7 separate regions of the Mus musculus genome follow, and regions 1, 3, 4, 5, 6 and 7 are each linked to region 2. The links are chromatin contacts, called in public HiCAR-type, HiChIP or PLAC-seq and promoter capture Hi-C maps. All regions are on one chromosome and are shown on one strand. The core of a region is the stretch at or near the end of the contact, and the rest is flanking DNA. Distances in the headings are between cores, read along the strand shown.

Region 1 (2,700 bases), core at 126-2,625, 1.8 Mb before region 2:
AAGCCAGCCACTGTCTAAAAGGCAGATGCCCGTGCTCCACGTGTCATTACAGCATTGGGAAGGATTTCTAAGCACTTTTTATCCTGGAAAGCGTTGCCCCCGCCCCCCCCCCATCCCTGATGCCTAGTTTAACACCTGTGCTGCACACCCGGGGGGTAAGGCGCCCTTCAGCCCTGGGTCACTTCAAGTGGAGCAATGTATGAAATCCATGGGGGTAGGAAAAAGGCAGAGTAGACGGGGCGGGGTGGAGGTGGAGGTGGGATGGGGACTCCTAGCCCAGGAACCAGTGTAAGAACTGGTTGAAATTATCAGTTGGGAGGTAGGTTAACTAAGAGCTGAGAGCTGAACACCACCTTGTGCTGAGCAGCCCACTAAGGACAAAGACAAGTTGCCTGGTTTCTTTACCGTTAAGGTACCAAGACAACGATGAAAGAGGGAGGTTCCATTCTCACTGGAACCACTCAAGTGTTTCTACTCTGCTTGTAACGGTAGTTTAACAAACCCTTCTTTGTTGACTGGATTCTTGTGTTTAAACACATGATTTGGGCTTCTTGTGGTTGGGGGAGGACAGAACCTACAGTCCTGTAAAGTGCTCTACCACAGAACTACAGTCCCAGTCTAATAAACGCATTTTAGAAGTAAACATTGCGAAATCGCTCATTTAATGGAAGTTTTTCCTCTTGTACTAACGTAAACACATAACTGTGTCATCCACGTGCCACCGAATCTCGTTGCTATGTTTTGTGGCGCCACCCAAAGCAAGGCAAAGCAAGGGTCTGAGAAGGCAAGGGTCTGACCCAGATGTGACCTGAGCTGGCCTCCTGGACAGTCAAGTCCAACGGAAGTCCCAGGAGTCCTGCCCGCTCGCCCACGTTCTCTGCTCGCCCCTCCCTCTAGCAGCACCACGTTTCCTGTCAAAACAAACGTTTGGGGGAGGGGACTGCCGGGACAGAACCCAGCTCTCGAGAAACCCAGCAACAAGACCCAAACATAGGGCCGAGGCCCAGCCGGGCCCCACCGCGGCTCAGTCCCACTCCTCCAGGGACGAGGGATTGGGGACCTGACCGCACGGGGAGCCCAGAGCGTCTCGCGCCGTTGAGCACAGTCGCTGGCACGCACCCAAAGGGATGTCATCACGACCAAGCGGCCCCGGCAGAGCCTGGGCCACCACTGCCACCGTGCCCCACTTCAAGCCTTGACTCCGAGGTCAAATGTCCCGAACTCGGAGGGCACAAGGAGCCCTCCCGCTGCCATAAGGAGACGCGGTCCCCTCAGATCCCACGGCCCCTCCCCTGGGATGGGTACGCACCCCCGGATCCCGCGTAGAGACTCGAGGAAAGCTAGGTGGCGGGGGTCGCGGGGCTCTGCGTATCCCCCCTCAACCAGCGTCGCAGACAAGGGGAGACTCAGCAGTCTGTCAACTCTGGAGCCCCCCCGCAGCCCCACGCGGTATTTAAAGGGCCCAGAGGTACTCCCTGGGCGCGACCATTCGGGAAGGAACTGGAGGGGGACTATAGCACCGCGGCGCCAGAATCCAGGGCAGGGTTCTGGCGAAGATCCCTAAATTCTTGAAGAGTCTGTCTACAAAAACCATAGCTTTCTCACGTTTCTATCGTGAAGGCTGAAGAAGGCTCAGACAGAAAGCCATTTGCACACGAGAAATGTGTGCTCCCTATATTCAGTGGTGGTACGGTCCGGACCGCCAGGGGCGGGGAGAGGAGTGAACACGGAATTGGGGCAGCCTACGGCCGGGAGCGCCTGGGCTGCTGTAGGGCCTAAAGCGTTCGGAGGCGGGGCCTGGCTGTGTAAGGGCGGGGCCTAAGTGCAGCGGGTGACGCCCCCAATCCTGTTTCTTTCAGTTTACCAGGTAGGATGAAATGGACTAACTCCAACCGAACGGACAGACTTCTGGTGTCCGCTCGCGGCAGTAATATAAAAACACTACATGCCCACCTTCACAATGGCCACACACACCGGGCCAAGCGAGTCAACAACATTCCAAACAGGCTGTCCCACGCACATCAGCGTCCAACCGCGTCATCCACACGTGTCAACATGTTCTTGTAAACACGGGTCCTGATTTGCCCCTTGAATTGGACGATTGGTTTCTGGGAGCCACACCTACCTAAGCTCTCCGAAGGCTTCGCCTGTGCACAAAGATAAAGTGTCTTACTTCTTCTAAGGGTTCTTTGGCGGCGCTTATCTTGGGGAGAGTTTTCAACCAGGCTTAATGTAAATAAGTGCTGGGAGGGGCTCTTGTGTGGTCAGGCTTACTAAGCATAACTTCTCGTGAGCTTGCTTCTGGGCATAAAGAAACAGAACCACTATTTTGCCAGGTACAAGTTGGTATTACTTGTGGGTAGCGTCATACAAAAAAAATAAATGAACTTTATATAAGCTGAAATATTCCTGTTTAGGACTAAAATCATATCGGATTGTGGAGGCAAATTGTCTACTATCATTCTAGAAAGAAGAAAACCAAAAGCAGACAATAGTTTAAAGCAAGATAGAAATACAATTGTACAGCATGGACTGGTCTGAGGTTATAACCAAGTCCCTAACATTTGCCTACCCAAGAGATCTTCTTGTTCAGTGGGATAAGAATGGAACTAAAGCACTCTTAGAAGCTCACTGTTAGCTACTGAACCTAGTTGGCAAGTTATTCTGAACAAGAAAACCTACCTAGAGATTTGTATCCAT
Region 2 (2,700 bases), core at 198-2,697:
TCTACAGAGTGAAATCCAGGACAGCCAGGGCTACACAGAGACATCCTGCCTTGGAACAAACAAACAAACAAACAAACAAACAAAACCAAAACAAGAGAAGAAGGGAGAGGAAGAGGAGGGTGTCCTAGAATTTGGTAGATTCAGGTGGTGGTGCTCCTAACTCCTCTTGAAATAACCGAGAAAGACTCATTTGTTCTTGCTTCCTTATTTACCTGAGAAATATTTATTTATTCTAGACACAGCGGGATATCAATAAATAACATATTTCAATCTTTCTGTATACTTTATGCACATACTTATATGGAATATACACCCAAACACCTTTTTTTCTTTTTTTGAGATACAGTCCGATTATGTAGCCCAGGCTGGACGTGAACACACACACTAGGGAGCCCAAGATGGTCTGGAATTTCCAATCTTCCTGTTTGTGTCTCCCCAGTCATGGGTTTAAAAGGCATAAGCCACAACACCAGGGCCTTCTATAATTATTACTACTACAGTTTCTGTTTCTTCAGACAGGGTTTCTCTGTGTAGCCTTGGTGTACTGGAACTCACTCTGTAGACCAGGCTGGCCTTGAGATTTGCCTCCCTTGTCTTGGAATTAAAGGCGTGCACCTGCCTGACCCAGCCATACTATTATTTCTAAAGACAGGGTCTTAATGTATCTCTGGCTGACCTAGAACTTTCAGTCTTGCTTACTTATCCTTGTTAAGTCCTAGGACAATAATTTTCCATCTATCTGGGTGCAGGTATCCTGCAGTACTTTGCAGTGGCTGGCCATGCAGGACATTTTGGATCACCACCACAAGGGAGAATGGTAGCCAAGGGACATTTGATCCAGATTTCAGTGAGGCCGACAGGGAAGGCCTTAAATGCACAGAGGCCATGAGTTTTTGCAGCCCAGTGTTATCTGGTTGGGAAATGAGCACTTTAGGTAGTAAGCCAACTTGGTAGGGCAGACCTAACACCAGAACACAGCACCAGGGTACAGGGTGGAAGTCGGCTGGGACAGCCTACCTGTTAAACTTGGAGGAAGGGGATGGTGTGCTAAAATGAAAAACTAACATCTTTGTTCACTGTGACTTGAGAGGGAACGCTGTGTGCCTGAGGTGGCTTGGAGGGATACCTAGAAAACATTAGGTGCCTAAAGCATTCTGGAAAGTAGCTCAGGTGTAGATCCCCTCCGGGGCTGAACTCAGGCGGGCGAGACGCTGGTTAGTGGGGAAGGAGGAGCTGGAAGGAGAAAGAAGCCAGAGCAAGCCTTTCCGCGTGGAGCTCTGGATGAGAACGCCGGCCTCTCGGACGCCCTGAAGAGCGAACATCCAGAGCCCGCCCGCGCGCTTTTACGGACCGCGCGCCTTGCTCAGAGGCTCCGGGGCGGGGCCGGGGGCGGACCGGGGCGTGGCCTCGGGCGCGGGCGTCGCGGAGGGAGGGTGTCACGTAGAGGGAAGCGGCCCGCGGCGGAGGGAGGGGAGGCCGAGTCCTGGAAGTGGAGCTCCGCGCTGGGACTGGTTCCTTCGCAGCCATTTTCTGTCCAACCAAACAGCCGATTGGAGACGGGAGCCAACCAGGGCTGCATTGGAGGTTTGTGTCTCGCTTCGGCCAATGATCGCTCCTAAACCGACTCCACTTTAGCTCGAATGAAATGTCCGTCTCCTCCCGGCGCCGTCCCCGCCGCCAACGCCGCGGCGGTCGGGGGCACTCGCAGTCCGCAGTCTTCGGGCGGGCCGGGCCTCCGGGCGAGGCCGCTGTGCTTCGGGCCGGGCCGGGCCGGGCCGGGCGCGGGGCGGCGGGCGCTTTGTGCGCGGGGCCGCGAGCCGCGGTCGGGCTGGGCCGGGCGGCTGCGGGGCTCTCGCGGCGGCAGCCCCGGGCCGGCTCCATTTTGTCCGGGGAGCCGGCGGGCGGGGAACGCTGCGCCCCGGAGCGGCCGCTTTGTCTCCCGCATCCCGCCGGCGGCGGGCGTTGGGCACGGGCGGCGGGGGGATGCGCTCCGCGGGGCCGCCCGGGCACCTGCGAGCCGAGGCGGCGGGTCCCTGCGAGGAACGAGCGGCCTGGCGGGCCCCCGGCCCGCTCCGCGCCTACAGCATGCAGCCATCTGGCGCCTGGCTCGCCCCGGACTTGCCCCGAAGGTGGGAAGGGAGCCTTGGAGGTTGCACGGAGGTTTCAGTCACCCGTGCTGGGGGGGCGGGAGGGTCTGCGAGAACAAAGAATTTACGGAGCACCCGCAGATCCTTTCATGCCTAAAGTCTAGAAGAGGGCTGTTTGATGTAGACAAGGTTAGGTAGCAGACGACCTTTAAAAAAAATGGCATCCCGCTAATCTTCACAGACCCTAGTTTTTGTAGATGGTGCCACAAATCACCCGAGTGGCTTCAGCTCTCAGTAAGGAAACTAATCGGTAACAGAAAGTGATGGCTCAACTGGTCAGTAGTAGTGGCATTAATAAATAGGAGCTTTATGGATGAGATACTGAGAGTTTAACCAGAATTCCTTTAAAGGCAAATGATTCCTCCTCTGCACTGCTCTTTGTAGCTTAATTTAAGGATTCTATCGATGCAAAGCTGTGGTTGTCGATGCCAAAGAAAGGAGGTTGGAGGAAGGGAATCTGCTTTTCTTGGATACAGATTTGCATTTCTTCAAACACCAAGCAGATGTATGCATTCCCTTGAGCTATTACACAGATTATAACCTGCCCTGAAGA
Region 3 (2,700 bases), core at 54-2,553, 1.8 Mb before region 2:
ACCAAAGTATGGAAGTGGTGGTATTTGAACATGGGAAGATTCCAGTTTTGTTTCTAATTTTTTCCCCCTTCTAAGCAGATTGGGAGGAAGTTACAGACAGAAGAAATAGCATCCCTACTTCTGCCGCGCAGAAGTACACACTAGGACTGCGGGAGCCAGGTGCAGGGGAAAAGGTCCAGATTGGTATTACCAATGATCTGCACTGATGGTGGGCTCTGGTTTCCCTCCCAGTCATGAGTGAAGACTCACCCATGGGCTTCAGAAGCATCAGCCCAAGGTTCAAAACACGGCTGTGTGGGACCTTGAGGCATTCTGTTGGGGTCGAGGCTCAGCCTTGTGTGTTTCCTATAAAATGGGCAAATGTAATCTCAACCGTTCAAAGCTTTTGCGAGGATTTTAGAGCCCATACCAGCTGATAAGCACAGGTCTGGCACTGCTATATTTCTTTTTACAAATGTGGAAGTGACAACCTCAACCTGTGTCCCTCTAAGTGAGGGTGCTGATGGCTTCTCTACACTCAACCCAGAGCCTGTCAGGAACTGGAGCTGTGGAGAGACTGTATGATACCCCAAAAGAAAAGAGAACCAAGGGGCCTGGGGGTGTTGCATACAGTCTACTGCCCAGGCAAAGAGGGTCTGTAACTCAGTAACTCAATAACTCAGTAACTCAGCTCCCTAGGACAAGTTCTAGTCCATACCCAAGGTGCTTGGGTGCAGAGTCCTTCGAGCCCAAAAATTCTCGGGAAGAGACAGGCCTGGCCCGGCTGCAGGGCGGCCTTAGAGGAGGGGTGTTCCCGGCTTAGTGGTGGGCAAGTAGGGCGTCTGACCCCCCCCCCCCCCGTCCTGTCCCCACCTTCCAGAACCGTGCTTTCCGCTCCCCCTAGCACTCCCCCTCGGCCCGGGTGGGGATCGTGCTCAGCACAGTGCTCAGGAGGCACCCCCACCCCGCTGACTCCTCTCGAGGGTAGCCGGGGCACTGGGAGTCTCAGCCATCCGGGCAGCCGCGCCCAGCCTCGCCCCGCCGGGCTCCGCCCGCCCTCCGCGGGGTCGCAGCGAAGGGAGGAGGGGCGGCGGCCCGCTTGCGTGGCAGGCGCTCGGGCTGGGCTCGGCCTCCCTTCCCGGGAGGCGGGGTCGGCGCCGCGGCGGCGGCGGAGCCAGGCCCCCTCCTCCTTCCGCGGCCGGCCTCCTTCCTCGTCGCCCCACGTTCCCGGCCGCTCCGACGCCGCTGCGCCCGCGTGCCGCCCGCGCAGTCCCCGTGGGAGCCGGAGCCAGCGTCCCGGGCCGCGCGCCCCGCTCGCCCATCCCGCCGAGCCGCCGCCGCCGCCATGCCCTCGGCCAAACAAAGGGGCTCCAAGGGCGGCCACGGCGCCGCGAGCCCCTCGGACAAGGGCGCCCACCCGTCGGGCGGCGCGGATGACGTGGCGAAGAAGCCGCCGGCGGCGCCGCAGCAGCCGCAGCCTCCCGCGCCGCACCCGCCGCAGCACCCGCAGAACCAGGCGCACCGGGGCGGCCACCGCGGCCGGTCCTCAGCCGCCACCGCCAACGCGTCCTCCGCGTCCTGCTCGCGCAGGCTTGGCCGGGTGCTCAACTTTCTCTTCTACCTCTCCCTGGTGGCGGCGGCCGCCTTCTCGGGCTGGTATGTCCATCACGTCCTGGAGGAGGTCCAGCAGGTCCGGCGTGGCCACCAGGACTTCTCCCGTCAGAGGGATGAGCTGGGCCAGGGCTTGCAGGGCGTCGAGCAGAAGGTGGGTACTCCAGCTTTTGCGGGGTCGGGACTCTACTCCTGCCCTCCCTGAAGGGGCCCTGGTCCTTTCCTGCCCAGGCCCTGTGGCAAGAGCTGGGACCCCAGCGCCCTAGTCGCCAGGGCGGTCCCAGACCCGCTTTGTTAATGGTCTCAGAGAGGGATGGAGCGGACTCTGAGGATGGCCAGACCATTGGGGGAGGATGGGCCAAGGGCCTGTCACAGGACATTAGCGGTGACCTGTAAGGAAGCCGGCAGGCTCTACGTAGCCCATTCTTTTTGCATTAGGAACCGTTGAATGGACAGAGTTGCCCGAACAGGAGCCTGGAAGGGAAATCATCGCATCCCCGGAAGCCTCTAGTCAAGACTTCACCTTGGCTATGCCAGTAGGAGTCACCCGAGCCAGTTTTTAATAGACCTAGAGTTTTGGGGGTGGGGGTGGGGGAAGCTAGTGAGCTTAGTCATTTGCTAAGTTCAGATGAAACGTCTATCTTTAGGTCCCTTGTCCTTAGCTGGACCAAGGAGCCCATGTGGGCCTTTGAAGTCGCCTACTCCAGCTTTAGGGGAAACACAGGCCAGAAGTATTAGATCACACTTATGTGGTGTGTAGACAGCGTATTCATGTATTTTATTTCCTCACTCAAAGAGTTAACTAGAGGGAGGAAGAGAGGGCTGACAAATTTGACTCCATTTTCCAGACCCGAATATTGAGGTTTAAGAGACACAAAGTGAGTTGACACAGACCACAGCTGGCTTGAGTCGCAGATTGTGGAAGAAAGTGTGGGCCATTCGTGAGGAAGGATTCCCCAGCGAGCTGTTTCAGGAATGACCAGACAACTCTCATGGCAAACTGCTCAGTTTCTACCCTTCCAGCCCAAGTGTAGCCCCCTTCCCTCTAGTGCCTTCTCCATCCTCTCCACCCACATCCTTGCTCAATGAAACGCACTTGCTGGACGGAAA
Region 4 (2,700 bases), core at 134-2,633, 1.9 Mb before region 2:
GCCAAACACAAAGACAAATACTGTGTATTTTCCCTAAGAGGATCTTGGAACTCATTCTTCAAAGTCCCTGAGACAGTGAGGTTGTGATCCTACCACCTCTACATACCAAATGCTGAGATTAAAGTCGTGGGCCCCTACACCCTGTCATAGCAGGAATCAACCACGGGTGCTCTGGAAGAGCAACCAGTAGTCCTCAATCCCTGAGCCGCCCCTGGGTCCTAAGTCACTGATCAGGTCGCTCCCAATTAAACCCTTCAATGGTGCTTTACTATTCCCAGGGAGAAAGTCTAACACCTTCTAAGAGTTAACACATTTCAGAATCAGGAAGGCATCTTTTACTGCCCTCTTCCCCTAGCTCCACTAGATTTATTTGTTCCCCTGAAACAACTGATGGTGTGTCTGGGGTCATGTACAACCTGTTCCTCTGCCTGAATTTCTTCCTCGACCATCTTCAGTCCTAGATGTCCCTATTCTGTGCCAAAGATGTCAAGGTTCAGTGAGAATTTATATACCTTCTCAGGAAACAAAATCATGTCAATAACTGCACTTCCTTAGGCAGTTCACCGTGAAGCAATTATCCTTTAACTTTTAAGAATCTGATGAAAGCTATAGGGGCCCCTAAGAAAATACAAGATCAAAAATGGGGGACGAAGGGATAGTCAAGGTACTTAAACTAAACCTGCAGTCCAAAGAAACTGTGGAGTAAAAGGAAAATGATGACAAGGGTGAGATTCCCATTTACTTTTAGCACCAAAGCCGGCTATGGGACCTCAAGAACATTGCCTACGTTCTCAGGATCTCTGTGTCCTTCCAGGTGAGATCGGCAAGAAGATATTGGTTCCTGAGAGAATACACAAGGACCAATTCTTGCCAGTGCACACTTAAATTAGAAAAGCTTTACCCGAGAGCCATTCGCTAAGCTTCTAAACGTAGGACGCTACTGAGAGATCTGTACTTGCTGCTACAAACGCTCAAGAACCACACCTGGTAAAAGCTCACACACCCGGAGCTCCGAGCATGTGCAGAAGTTCTGAGCATGCGTAGAAGCCCAGGGACCCGCCCTCGTCATCCTGAAAACTCTCCCGGCAACGCCTCCTTAGTCGTCTCCAACCTCTTCCGCTGCCTGCGCTCACGGCACTTACCTCCACAGTCGGGATCGGCGCAGTCAGCTGCTCCGGAGTCAGGCTCCCGAACTCCTCGGCTAGAACATCCATTCCATTCACGGTAGAGGAAGAAGTCGGCAGAATGTTCACATCCGCCCGTGCGGCTCCAAGCAAGTAGCACGCGGAGAGTGGTGTGCGTTCTCCTCCGGTGTCCCCGTGGCGCTTGTTTACGGGGAGGCGTTTCAAAAGGTTCCGCCTGGTCAGGGCCTAACCTGCGGAGGAACCCGGAAGTGACCGAGCCGGATGTGGAAAACTACACCCACTGGTGTACTTCCGAGGTCTCGCCGGGCTAATCCTAGCCTCTTGACAGGCTCATTTCCAGTATCCCCAGAATGATTGAATACGGCAAAGTATAGTAGTTCTAACTGTATAACTAATCTGAAAAATGACTCGATAATACACATTAGTCACAACATGAACTTCTAAAGCAGAGATTTCAATTAACTCAGTCTAAACTGCTTGTATGTTGTGTAGTACAGAAGAGCAAAAGTCCTTGCTTAAATAATTGGTGGTACCTGCGTGTAATGAACAGGCATCAGCCGGGCGTGGTGGCGCACGCCTTTAATCCCAGCACTCGGGAGGCAGAGGCAGGCGGATTTCTGAGTTCGAGGCCAGCCTGGCCTACAAAGTGAGTTCCAGGACAGCCAGGGGGCAGTAAAAGATGCCTTCCTGATTCTGAAATGTGTTAACTCTTAGAAGGTGTTAGACTTTCTCCCTGGGAATAGTAAAGCACCATTGAAGGGTTTAAACGGGAGCGACCTGATCAGTGACTTAGGACCCAGGGGCGGCTCAGGGATTGAGGACTACTGGTTGCTCTTCCAGAGCACCTGGGGTTGATTCCTGCTATGACAGGGTGTAGGGGCCCACGACTTTAATCCCAGCATTTGGTATGTAGAGGTGGTAGGATCACAACCTCACTGTCTCAGGGAGTTTGAAGAATGAGGTCCAAGATCCTCTTAGGGAAAACCCAATAAATTATATTAGAATAGTTAATTAACGGTTTGGGGGAAAATATGTTTAAATCCTATGTCGATGAAATATACCTTAACAAAACACTAGAAGGAAACGTCAGAGGGACGGAGTTTGTTACCACTACACCGAATAAACGAAGGATTGCACATAATCCTCCCACGGCAGCACAGACACCTATAATCCCAGCATTTAGAAGCTAGAGGTAGGAGGGCATCCAGAAATTCAAGGGCATCCTTGGCTACCTAACAAGGTCGAGGCCAGCCTGGGCTACATGAAACCCTGTCTCCAAAGAAAAGGTAATGTATTAATAACATTGATTGGTGAAAGATTTCAAGGATGGCAACGGAGAAAGCATAAGAATTGCTAAAAGTTGTATTCCATTAATTTTTAAAAAATTAGATACACCTATAAAAAATCTCTATGAATAGTAAACACACAGTTGGTAGAAGACAAAAGGATTTGTCACTGAAATTGGAAATGAGTTCATGCAAGTCCAATGGTAAGAAAAATCCCATGGGAAGAAGAGGTAAAAGATGCCAACAGTTTTTAAATGAGTTTCAGTTTG
Region 5 (2,700 bases), core at 163-2,662, 1.4 Mb after region 2:
GCGGGCCTGCAGGGGCTGCTTGGGGTCCACCAAGGTCTTCCCTATGGCCTCTATCTCTTGCTCCGTTACCATGGCAACGGCCTCCCCAGCACGTGATCTGCAAGGCCGGATTCTAGGCAGTAGAAACCTACGGTAGAAAAAGGAGAAGGGGAAATCTCAAGCTAGGGCACACACCTGCATATCTGCCATTCCAGCCCCGGGATGCTGAGGCAGGAGGACCCCTGAGCTCCAGGCCACAGAACTTTCTCCACATCCATCCAAGTGCTGGGATTAAAGGCATGCGCCACCACCACCTGGCCAGACTTTTTCAGGATAGCTTAGATGAGGGATCTAGAAACTGTCAGTTGCAAAATGGATCTCACCCCTGCCTCCCACACCACCTTACTGGAGGTTCTCATGTAGCCCTGTGGGATACACTTTATCCGTCCCCTCCTCCCTCCGGACTTCTCCCTGCTCCTGCCTTTGCACAACTTGTACCCTCTGCATGGCCCCATAGATGCAGGACAACACTCCCACACAGGTGTTTTCTTTCACGGATGAATTAACACGGAAACAGACATCGTCCAGTATAAGAGGACCGGCCCCTGTCAGCCATTAGACATACAGCAGATGCATACATAACAAACTGGACTAGCAGGCTGTGGCAAGCTGGAAGGCCTTCTGGGCTCTGATGTCACCCAGCGTCCCCGAGTTTAATGAGGCAGGTATGGCTGCCTCACCAGTGATGCCCATCAGCCTACAGTCACACCTTGAAAATGGAATTCATCAACACACATGAAGCAGGTCTACGGGAGCTGGCAGCAGCTGTGTGGCAGTGAGACCCACATCCCGATTTACCCCGAGCAACAACAGGGGAGACCAAGGATCTCGTGGGTCCAAGAGTGCCCATTCGAGGTATGGGGCCTCCCGCTTAATTCAAAAAGGCTCCAGGCTGGGCAGAGGCTGAAGCAGGAAGATAACCGGTCCCAGGAGATCCTGTTTCCAAATACTTAAGCTGAGAGGTCAAGCGCGGGCCGGCCTGCACGTGAGCCCCGCATAGGCGGCCAACCTGTCAGCTAAGCACGGGGTAGGAGGAGGCCATTCGTAGCCACACAGTGGGTTGGAGGCTAGCCTGGGCTACATGATATCCTGTGTGACGTCAAATACTGAAGGAAAAGGGTCCAATTCCCCGTAGGACCCCCTCAAGGGAAATCCCAGCGCTCCCGGGAGCAGCGAGTACCTCAAAGCGGAAGTCCCCCGAAGGGGGGGCACTTCTGGCACTGCTCACCGTGTTTTCGTCTACAGGGACTCGTCAATAAGCTCCGTATACTCGGGACAGATGGAGAGAGTCGCTGCGACAGCTCCAAGAACAGGTCCGCGGACGCATCTCGCGCGACGTCCTCTGGACGCCGCCATCTTGATGGCCACGTGACCATGCTGGGCGGAACCATCGTCGCGACTAGGGGTGACCACACCCGGAACGATGCGGCAGCGACGCCCCAGGACTGTCCTAAGAGCCGGAGAAGCAACTTCCGGTCTTCCTCCGGAAGAAGAGTTTCCGACCGTCTCTCCCATAGAGAAAAGAAAATGGTTTGATCCCATTCACAGCACAACCGGGCCGGCCGTGCATAGCGCATGCGCAGTGTATAGTGGGCGTGGCTATGTTCTACAGGGCGCGGCCAATGGTCTCTGGGACCAAAACAGAGGAAAAGAAATGGGAGATAAAATAGGCGTTACGAGCAATCTCAGCAGTGAGGGCACTTGCAGTCAATTTGAGAATGAGTTCGATTCTGGGGATCAACAGGATATACGGCAGTGACATGACCATAAAGTCGAAGTTTAAATTTTTAAATATGCCGGGCGTTGGTGGCGCACGCCTTTAATCCCAGCACTCAGGAGGCAGAGGCAGGTGGATTTCTGAGTTCGAGGCCAGCCTGGTCTACAGAGTGAGTTCCAGGACAGCCAGGGCTACACAGAGAAACCCTGTCTCGGGGAGAAAAAAAAAAAAAAAGCCGGGCGTGGTGGCGCACACCTTTAATCCCAGCACTCGGGAGGCAGAGGCAGGCGGATTTTTGAGTTCAAGGCCAGCCTGGTCTACAAAGTGAGCTCCAGGACAGCCAGGACTATACAGAGAAACCCTGTCTCGAAAAAACAAAACAAATGTATATATGTGTGTGTGTGTAAATGTCATGAAGTTCATTACTTTTTTGGTTTAAAGATTTATTTATTTATTTTTAAAGATGTACTTATAATATATAAGTACACCGGTTGTGAGTCACCATGTGGTTGCTGGGAATTGAACTCAGAACCTCTGGAAGAGCAGTCGGTACTCTTAACCACTGATCTCTCCAGCCTCCTCATTACTTTTTTTTTTTTTTTTTTTTTTGAGACAGGGTTTCTCTGTATAGCCCTGGCTGTCCTGCAACTCACTTTGTAGACCAGGCTGGCCTCAAACTCAGAAATCCGCCTGCCTCTGCCTCTCGAGTGCTGGGATTAAAGGCCTGTGCCACCACGCCTGGCTTCCTCATTACTTTTTTAATGATTTATGTACATTGGTGTTTTGCCTGGATGTGTGTCTATGTTAGGGCGACAGATCCTCTGGAACTGGAGTCAGAGTTGTGAGTCACCATGTGGGTGCTGAGAACTGAACCTGGGTCCTCCGGAAGAGCAGTCAGTACACTCAACCACCAAGCATGTCTCCAGCCTCCATGAAGTCCGTTA
Region 6 (2,700 bases), core at 169-2,668, 1.2 Mb after region 2:
TAGGAGAGTTTCAGAGGAATAATCTCCCCACAACCCCAATCAGCTAGTAAATGAAGACTTTGACCCTCCCCTTGCCGTCTTATCTCAAGGCTGGGCAATCAGGCAGGGACTGGGACAGGAACGCATGCAGCACAGGCCTGACTTTCAAGTTCTTTGTAGTCTCTTATTATTGACACATGCCCTGATTGAGTGCTGACTGGGTACGCATGCCTCTTTCTGGAAGGTAGAAAACACTTCTCAGGTTTGTGAGTTAGTTTACACTTGGGGGACTCAGATTGACCCACCAACAGGGAACTTACCTGCCTGGTACATGCGGGGGGCGGGGGTGGGGTGGGTTCCACTCCAGCACATGCAAACCACATTCATGGGCGTTCACATGCACAACAACAGCGTAAATTGGTGCTTGGTATACAGCAGGCAGACTGTTAATAATGCTTATTCTTCACCTGCCAGTAAGCCTGGTTGACAGTATATATGTATGTATGTGTGTGTGTGTGTGCGTGTGTATATATATACACACATATACATATATACATATATGTGTATGTATATATACACACATATGTACATATACACACATATATGACATATGTATATATGTATATATATATATATACACACACATATATATATGAAATCAGGCAGCATATTAATAGGAGGTACTGTGCTGCATCAGCACATAGTACACAGTAGGAGCTATATACAATATGTGGTATACGGCAGGCACAGCATTCATATTTGGCATACGTTGTATATGTGAAAAACACTTGGTTTGTATACCCTATATTGAATGTGGCAGTTACATATGCGTGTTTCCTTAAGGCTTGGTATACAGTAGATGTGATATTAATGCCTGAGCTACCACAGGCTGCCGCATCAGTGTATACTCTACAGCAAGCATTGTGTTCATACTTGTGACCTGTGTGGTATTTAACGAGTGCTGCATGAATGTACTGTACACAGTAGGGCATGAATTTCTGCCTGGCACACGATAGGCCTGCTTAGGAATGGATGAGCGAGCCGGTCAGGGCGTTTTCTCACATCCGCAGGCGGTGACGGCCTCGCTCCAGAGAACTGCAGCCTCTCTCTTGGCGCTCTCAGCACAGCCTCGGGGAGCCGAGAGAAGCCGAGCGCAGCCGAGCGGCGCCTGCCCGAGCCGAGAGGAGCCGAGTGTAGCCGAGCGGCGCCTCCCCGAGCCGAGCCTCGCTTCGCCTCCCGAAAGGAACCGAGCTCGGGCTTCCGAGTCCTCCCCATTCCCACAATCCTCGGCGTCCGCGCCCAGCCGCGAACCGTTCAACCCCTTCCCACGTCGACGCAACCCCACGCGCGCTTGCGCTGCGCCCTCCAGACCCCGCCCCCGAGCGGCGAGGCCCCGCCCCCAGGCGATCCTAAAGTCCTGTCCCTGCGGCGCGCGCGCGCGCGCAGCCGTGCGGCCCCTCCCATTGGCCGCGCCGCCTGCCCGTCCCGGGGCCCGTGGCAGCGCTTCAGGTCCTCGGGCGCCGGCGCTCGGTGGCGACGGCTGCGGGTAGCGGCGGCGGCGGCGGCTGCGCTGCACGGCGCGGACGGTGGACGCGCCTCTGGGGCCGGGCCGTGGCCTTCGGGGAACCGGGAAGAGGTAGGGCCGGGCCGGCGGCAGCCGGAGGACCGCGACGATGACTCTGGAGTCCATGATGGCGTGTTGCCTGAGCGACGAGGTGAAGGAGTCGAAGCGCATCAACGCGGAGATCGAGAAACAGCTGCGGCGGGACAAGCGCGACGCCCGGCGCGAGCTCAAGCTGCTGCTACTTGGTGAGCTGCGTGCCCGTGCCGTGGGACCTCTGTCACGGGGACCGGGTGGGTGCACGGGGCATCCGGGCCTTGCCGGGGTCTCCGCGCGCGCAGGGTGCTGCAGCCGCCGCGGTCTCTGGTCCCCGGCGAGTAGCGCGCGGTGACAGTCGGGTGCGACCCCTTCAGACCGCTGCCCACGGCCTGTCGGGCCACCTCGGATGTCCTCGGGGCAACTAGTCAGCGCTGCCCTGCAGCGGTCAGCCCTTCCGGGATCGCTGCACCCTGAGCAGTGCAGGTGGCTTGGGCCTGTGGTGGCCAGCTTCTCCCGTGTGGTCCCCTGGGCTCAGCCTGTGCGACCCTTTGTGGCCAGCCTTTCTGTTATCCAGGCCTTAGATTCATTCGGGGTCAGCCTCCTGCCTCTGATATCTGTGGTGAGATTTTGCATCTGCTGGCCACATTGGGCCCCAGGACCCTGGGAGACTTGCTTTCTGTCGCTCCTGAGAATTCTTGCACGGAGGTGGCCCTTGGCCCTGCCGCACCAAGTAGGCTCTCTCCTTTCCATTGTCCCCACATAGCCTCCGGTGAGCCCTGTAAGCTGTCTTGCTCTCATGATGCCCCTTTGGATTACAGACTCCCCAAGACAGTTCCCAAAGGGTTGCACCCTCCTCTCTACCTCCAAGGACTATACACCCAAATGGTCCTGCTTTGCTTCTGGCTTGTTGCTTTCGTGGGTACTCCTCAGTCTCCCTCTCTTTTCCATAGATCCTCTGAATTCCTCCACATTGGAGTGGGTGGCTTTTCTTCTTTGGGCTTCTGTTGTGCCGGAACCCAGTAGGTTGACAGCAGTCAGCCTTGCAGCCTCCCTGGCCCTGTCCTGCCTCCTGGGGGTCCAGTCTTGTCCTCTCCACACCCCACCCACCCCAGGGAAGCTCA
Region 7 (2,700 bases), core at 107-2,606, 1.8 Mb before region 2:
TAGCATCCGTGCCCCAGAGTTTGCTTTGGTTTGGTTTTCACGAGGCTATCTAAGTTCACTCTGAAGCTGTCTAAATTTCTCTTCAGTTCCCCAATGTCTCTGACCATATCTATGTATTTAGACTGCCTTCTAAGTGAGCGTGGGGGATGTTTCCATAGAGACTGAAGAAGGGCTGCTGTTCCATCTATAACAGTCTCCCCTAGGGCCTATGACCTCCAGGACCATAGGCTTTTGACCTTGTTTATAGTAGCAGACATGAATTTCCTCCTGTGGTGCAGGCCTCACAGCCAATCAGAGAGCAGTTGTTTGCTTTCATAGCATCATGTCACTATTGCCTGCATAGGCACATAGGACCAGAGACGGGAAGGTAGACCATCTCAATGTACAAGTTCATGGAGTCTGAAGTGGCTAGGATAGTAAACTTCAGAAAAGATGTTTCCAAGCAACTTGTGGAGATCTTGGGTAAGGCCTTAAATTTCCTCAGGACACTGATTTTGAAATTTTAGTGTGTTTTATCTCGTCATGTGGAGAGACTGAAGCTGGAAGGAAAGGGAGAAGGAAAGAGGGGAGAGAGAAGAGAGAAGGTGACCTTCCCTCCCCAGGCTGCAGAGAGGAACTGGTACAACTAGTTTATTGCACTTCACTTTACTGTCCTCTTAAGATAATTTCATTTTCAGAGAATTGTTTCATTTTTATTAACATATATTAATTATACATGTTAATGGCATCCAGTGTGACATTTCCACACATGCATGCAGTGTGCACTAATGAAACCCAACCTCTATTCACATCTCCCCCAACCTCTCTCTGTCCTGTCCTCTGTGTGTGTGATTGTGTATGTGTGTTATATGTGTGTGTAGTATGTAGGTATTTGCATGTGTGTGGACACACATGTGTGGAAACATGCACATGTATGCGTACATATGTGGAGCTTAAGGTTGATGTCTAGAATCAGTTTTAACCATTCTTTCACCATATTCTTTGAGGCAAGGGCTTTTAATCATATCCAGAGAGTACTGGTGGGAAACCTCGCTAGCTAGCTAGCTCTGGGGCTTCCTAGCTCATTTAGGAACAACAGTAGTAGCTTCTCCTCTAGGGCCTATGACCTCCTGGGCCATGGGCTTTTGACCTTGTTTACAGTAGCAGATATGAATTTCTTCCTGTGGTGCAGGCCTCAAGTCCAATCAGAGAGCAGTTGTTTACCTCTATAGCAACCATGCCATGACTGCATGCACAGGCATGTCTTGCCTGGCAGACCAATAGTATGGCATATAGTGTACACAGGTATGTAACACAGTTGGTAGCCTTAACAACTCCCCCATGCCCAAACCCCAGCCACCTGCACATCACTTTCCAGCACTATTGAAGAGAGCAAGTCAGGGGAGACATTCCAGCTCAATTCCAGCTCGGTTTCATCATGCTTACAACTACCAGGTGTGGTGTTTTCTGCAATAGGATCTTGTTGTGGACATTCTTATTTATGGCTGAATGATATTTTGTTGTGAACATAGATCACATTTTCTTTATCTATTAAAGGGCCCTTAGGGTCACTTAGTGTCTTAGCTATTATGAATACTGTCATGATTAAACATGGGCATGTAGACATCTTGTTGATACTCTGTTTTAGTTGTCTTTGGATATATACTCAAAAGTGGGAAAGCTAGGTCATATAAAGATCAAGATTTTAGGGAACCACAATGGGAGCTGGAGAGATGGCTCAGCGGTTAAGAGCACTGACTGCTCTTCCAGAGGTCCTGAGTTCAATTCCCAGCAACCACGTGGTGGTTCACAACCATCTGTAATGGGATCTGATGCCCTCGTCTGGTGTGTCTGAAGACAGCTATAGTGGACTCACATACATAAAATAAATAATAATTTTTAAAAATCTTAAAAATTAAGAATCACAATGGACATTCATTCTATATGTTTCTCTACCTTCTCTCTTTTGATGCTTACCACCTTTTTGGTTTTTGTTTTTGGTAGTCATTCTGAGAGGAGATAGAATCTCATTGTGGCTTGTATTTGCATTTCTCTGGGCTAAAGATGGTAAGTATTTTTTTCTATTAGTTCCAGACTTGTATTTCTTCTTTTGAAAAGTATCTGTTCAGATAATTTGCTTATTTAGAAACAGTGTTACCTAGATTTTGTTATCAGGTTGAAAATTGTGATTTTTTTTTTTAAGTGAAAGGTTTGGGAACCGTGCATCTTCCAAGGCAGGTCTACCAGTGCCATTTCCCGTAAAGCAGTTTACCAGAGCCATTTCCCATAAGGCATGTTCTCATTTAATTTTGTGTTACAATTTGGTTATTCTCATAATATTTCAAAATTTTCATCAATATTAGCGTGTTATGGGGCTCTGTGATTAGAGTCTTTGAAGATAATATTGTGAATGTCAAAATACCAACACTGACAGGAGCTCAGAAGACTGCAGACAGTATCATAGGATGTAGGCTCGGCTAAAACAGAGCCCGAGAGAATACTGAAAGCAGTTTCAGCCTGGGTAACATTCAATGAGCTAGCCAACCCTAACCCTGTGGTGGTCTGAATAGGTTTGCTGCCTCCCCCCACCCCCCTCTAGACTCATGTCTTTGAATGCTTGGCTCACAGGGAGTGGCACTATTAGGAGGTGTGGCCTTGTTAGAGGAAGTGTGTCACTGGGCTTTGAGGTTGGCTATGCTCAAGCTCTGCCCAGTGTGGAAA

Evidence for each region. Promoter capture Hi-C pulls out the DNA fragments that hold promoters and counts their contacts. HiCAR-type assays count read pairs that join an accessible place to other places. HiChIP or PLAC-seq counts read pairs in DNA pulled down with a chosen protein or histone mark.
Region 1: a promoter capture Hi-C map of pre-B cells shows a contact between it and region 2, with 8 times the contacts expected there. The contact joins the promoter of Tcp11l2 here to the promoter of Nfyb in region 2. A contact is called at or near these places in 3 of 39 promoter capture datasets (hippocampal neurons, liver and pre-B cells), 1 of 115 datasets of contacts at active chromatin or transcription factors (differentiating embryonic stem cells) and 1 of 9 other capture datasets (adipose tissue).
Region 3: a contact with region 2 is called in a HiCAR-type map of astrocytes, with 4 times the contacts expected there. The contact joins the promoter of Ckap4 here to the promoter of Nfyb in region 2. A contact is called at or near these places in 6 of 39 promoter capture datasets (the 3T3-L1 cell line, the SN4741 cell line, cranial neural crest and 3 more) and 1 of 115 datasets of contacts at active chromatin or transcription factors (astrocytes).
Region 4: a promoter capture Hi-C map of embryonic stem cells shows a contact between it and region 2, with 2.6 times the contacts expected there. The contact joins the promoter of Polr3b here to the promoter of Nfyb in region 2. A contact is called at or near these places in 4 of 39 promoter capture datasets (the C10 cell line, embryonic stem cells, liver and 1 more).
Region 5: a contact with region 2 is called in a promoter capture Hi-C map of pre-B cells, with 3 times the contacts expected there. The contact joins the promoter of Dohh here to the promoter of Nfyb in region 2.
Region 6: an H3K4me3 HiChIP or PLAC-seq map of pro-B cells shows a contact between it and region 2, with 4 times the contacts expected there. The contact joins the promoter of Gna11 here to the promoter of Nfyb in region 2. A contact is called at or near these places in 3 of 115 datasets of contacts at active chromatin or transcription factors (large pre-B cells, pancreatic cancer cells and pro-B cells).
Region 7: a promoter capture Hi-C map of pre-B cells shows a contact between it and region 2, with 7 times the contacts expected there. The contact joins the promoter of Platr7 here to the promoter of Nfyb in region 2. A contact is called at or near these places in 3 of 39 promoter capture datasets (the SN4741 cell line, hippocampal neurons and pre-B cells).

What each region holds. Positions count from the first base shown.
Region 1 is chr10:84,575,622-84,578,321 of GRCm38.p6, reverse strand. Tcp11l2 (t-complex 11 (mouse) like 2) reads right to left here and starts at 1,375. Exons shown (of 10, transcript NM_146008.2): 1 at 1,310-1,375.
Region 2 is chr10:82,762,888-82,765,587 of GRCm38.p6, reverse strand. It overlaps Nfyb (nuclear transcription factor-Y beta), which reads left to right and starts at 1,447. Exons shown (of 8, transcript NM_010914.2): 1 at 1,447-1,584. It also overlaps a transcript of Hcfc2 not described here.
Region 3 is chr10:84,532,491-84,535,190 of GRCm38.p6, reverse strand. Ckap4 (cytoskeleton-associated protein 4) reads left to right here and starts at 1,303. Exons shown (of 2, transcript NM_175451.1): 1 at 1,303-1,744. The coding sequence starts at 1,325.
Region 4 is chr10:84,620,981-84,623,680 of GRCm38.p6, reverse strand. It overlaps Polr3b (polymerase (RNA) III (DNA directed) polypeptide B), which reads right to left and starts at 1,383. Exons shown (of 28, transcript NM_027423.2): 1 at 1,143-1,383. The coding sequence starts at 1,214. It overlaps Gm17249 (a long non-coding RNA gene), which reads left to right and starts at 1,036. Exons shown (of 2, transcript XR_380645.4): 1 at 1,036-1,484; 2 at 2,223-2,700.
Region 5 is chr10:81,383,146-81,385,845 of GRCm38.p6, reverse strand. Dohh (deoxyhypusine hydroxylase/monooxygenase) reads right to left here and starts at 1,412. Exons shown (of 5, transcript NM_133964.3): 1 at 1,268-1,412; 2 at 1-127. The coding sequence starts at 72. Gm48551 (predicted gene, 48551) reads right to left here and starts at 1,412. Exons shown (of 6, transcript NR_168929.1): 1 at 1,268-1,412; 2 at 1-127.
Region 6 is chr10:81,543,880-81,546,579 of GRCm38.p6, reverse strand. Gna11 (guanine nucleotide binding protein, alpha 11) reads left to right here and starts at 1,418. Exons shown (of 7, transcript NM_010301.4): 1 at 1,418-1,788. The coding sequence starts at 1,653.
Region 7 is chr10:84,551,994-84,554,693 of GRCm38.p6, reverse strand. It overlaps Platr7 (pluripotency associated transcript 7), which reads left to right and starts at 1,356. Exons shown (of 4, transcript NR_040658.1): 1 at 1,356-1,434; 2 at 1,984-2,046.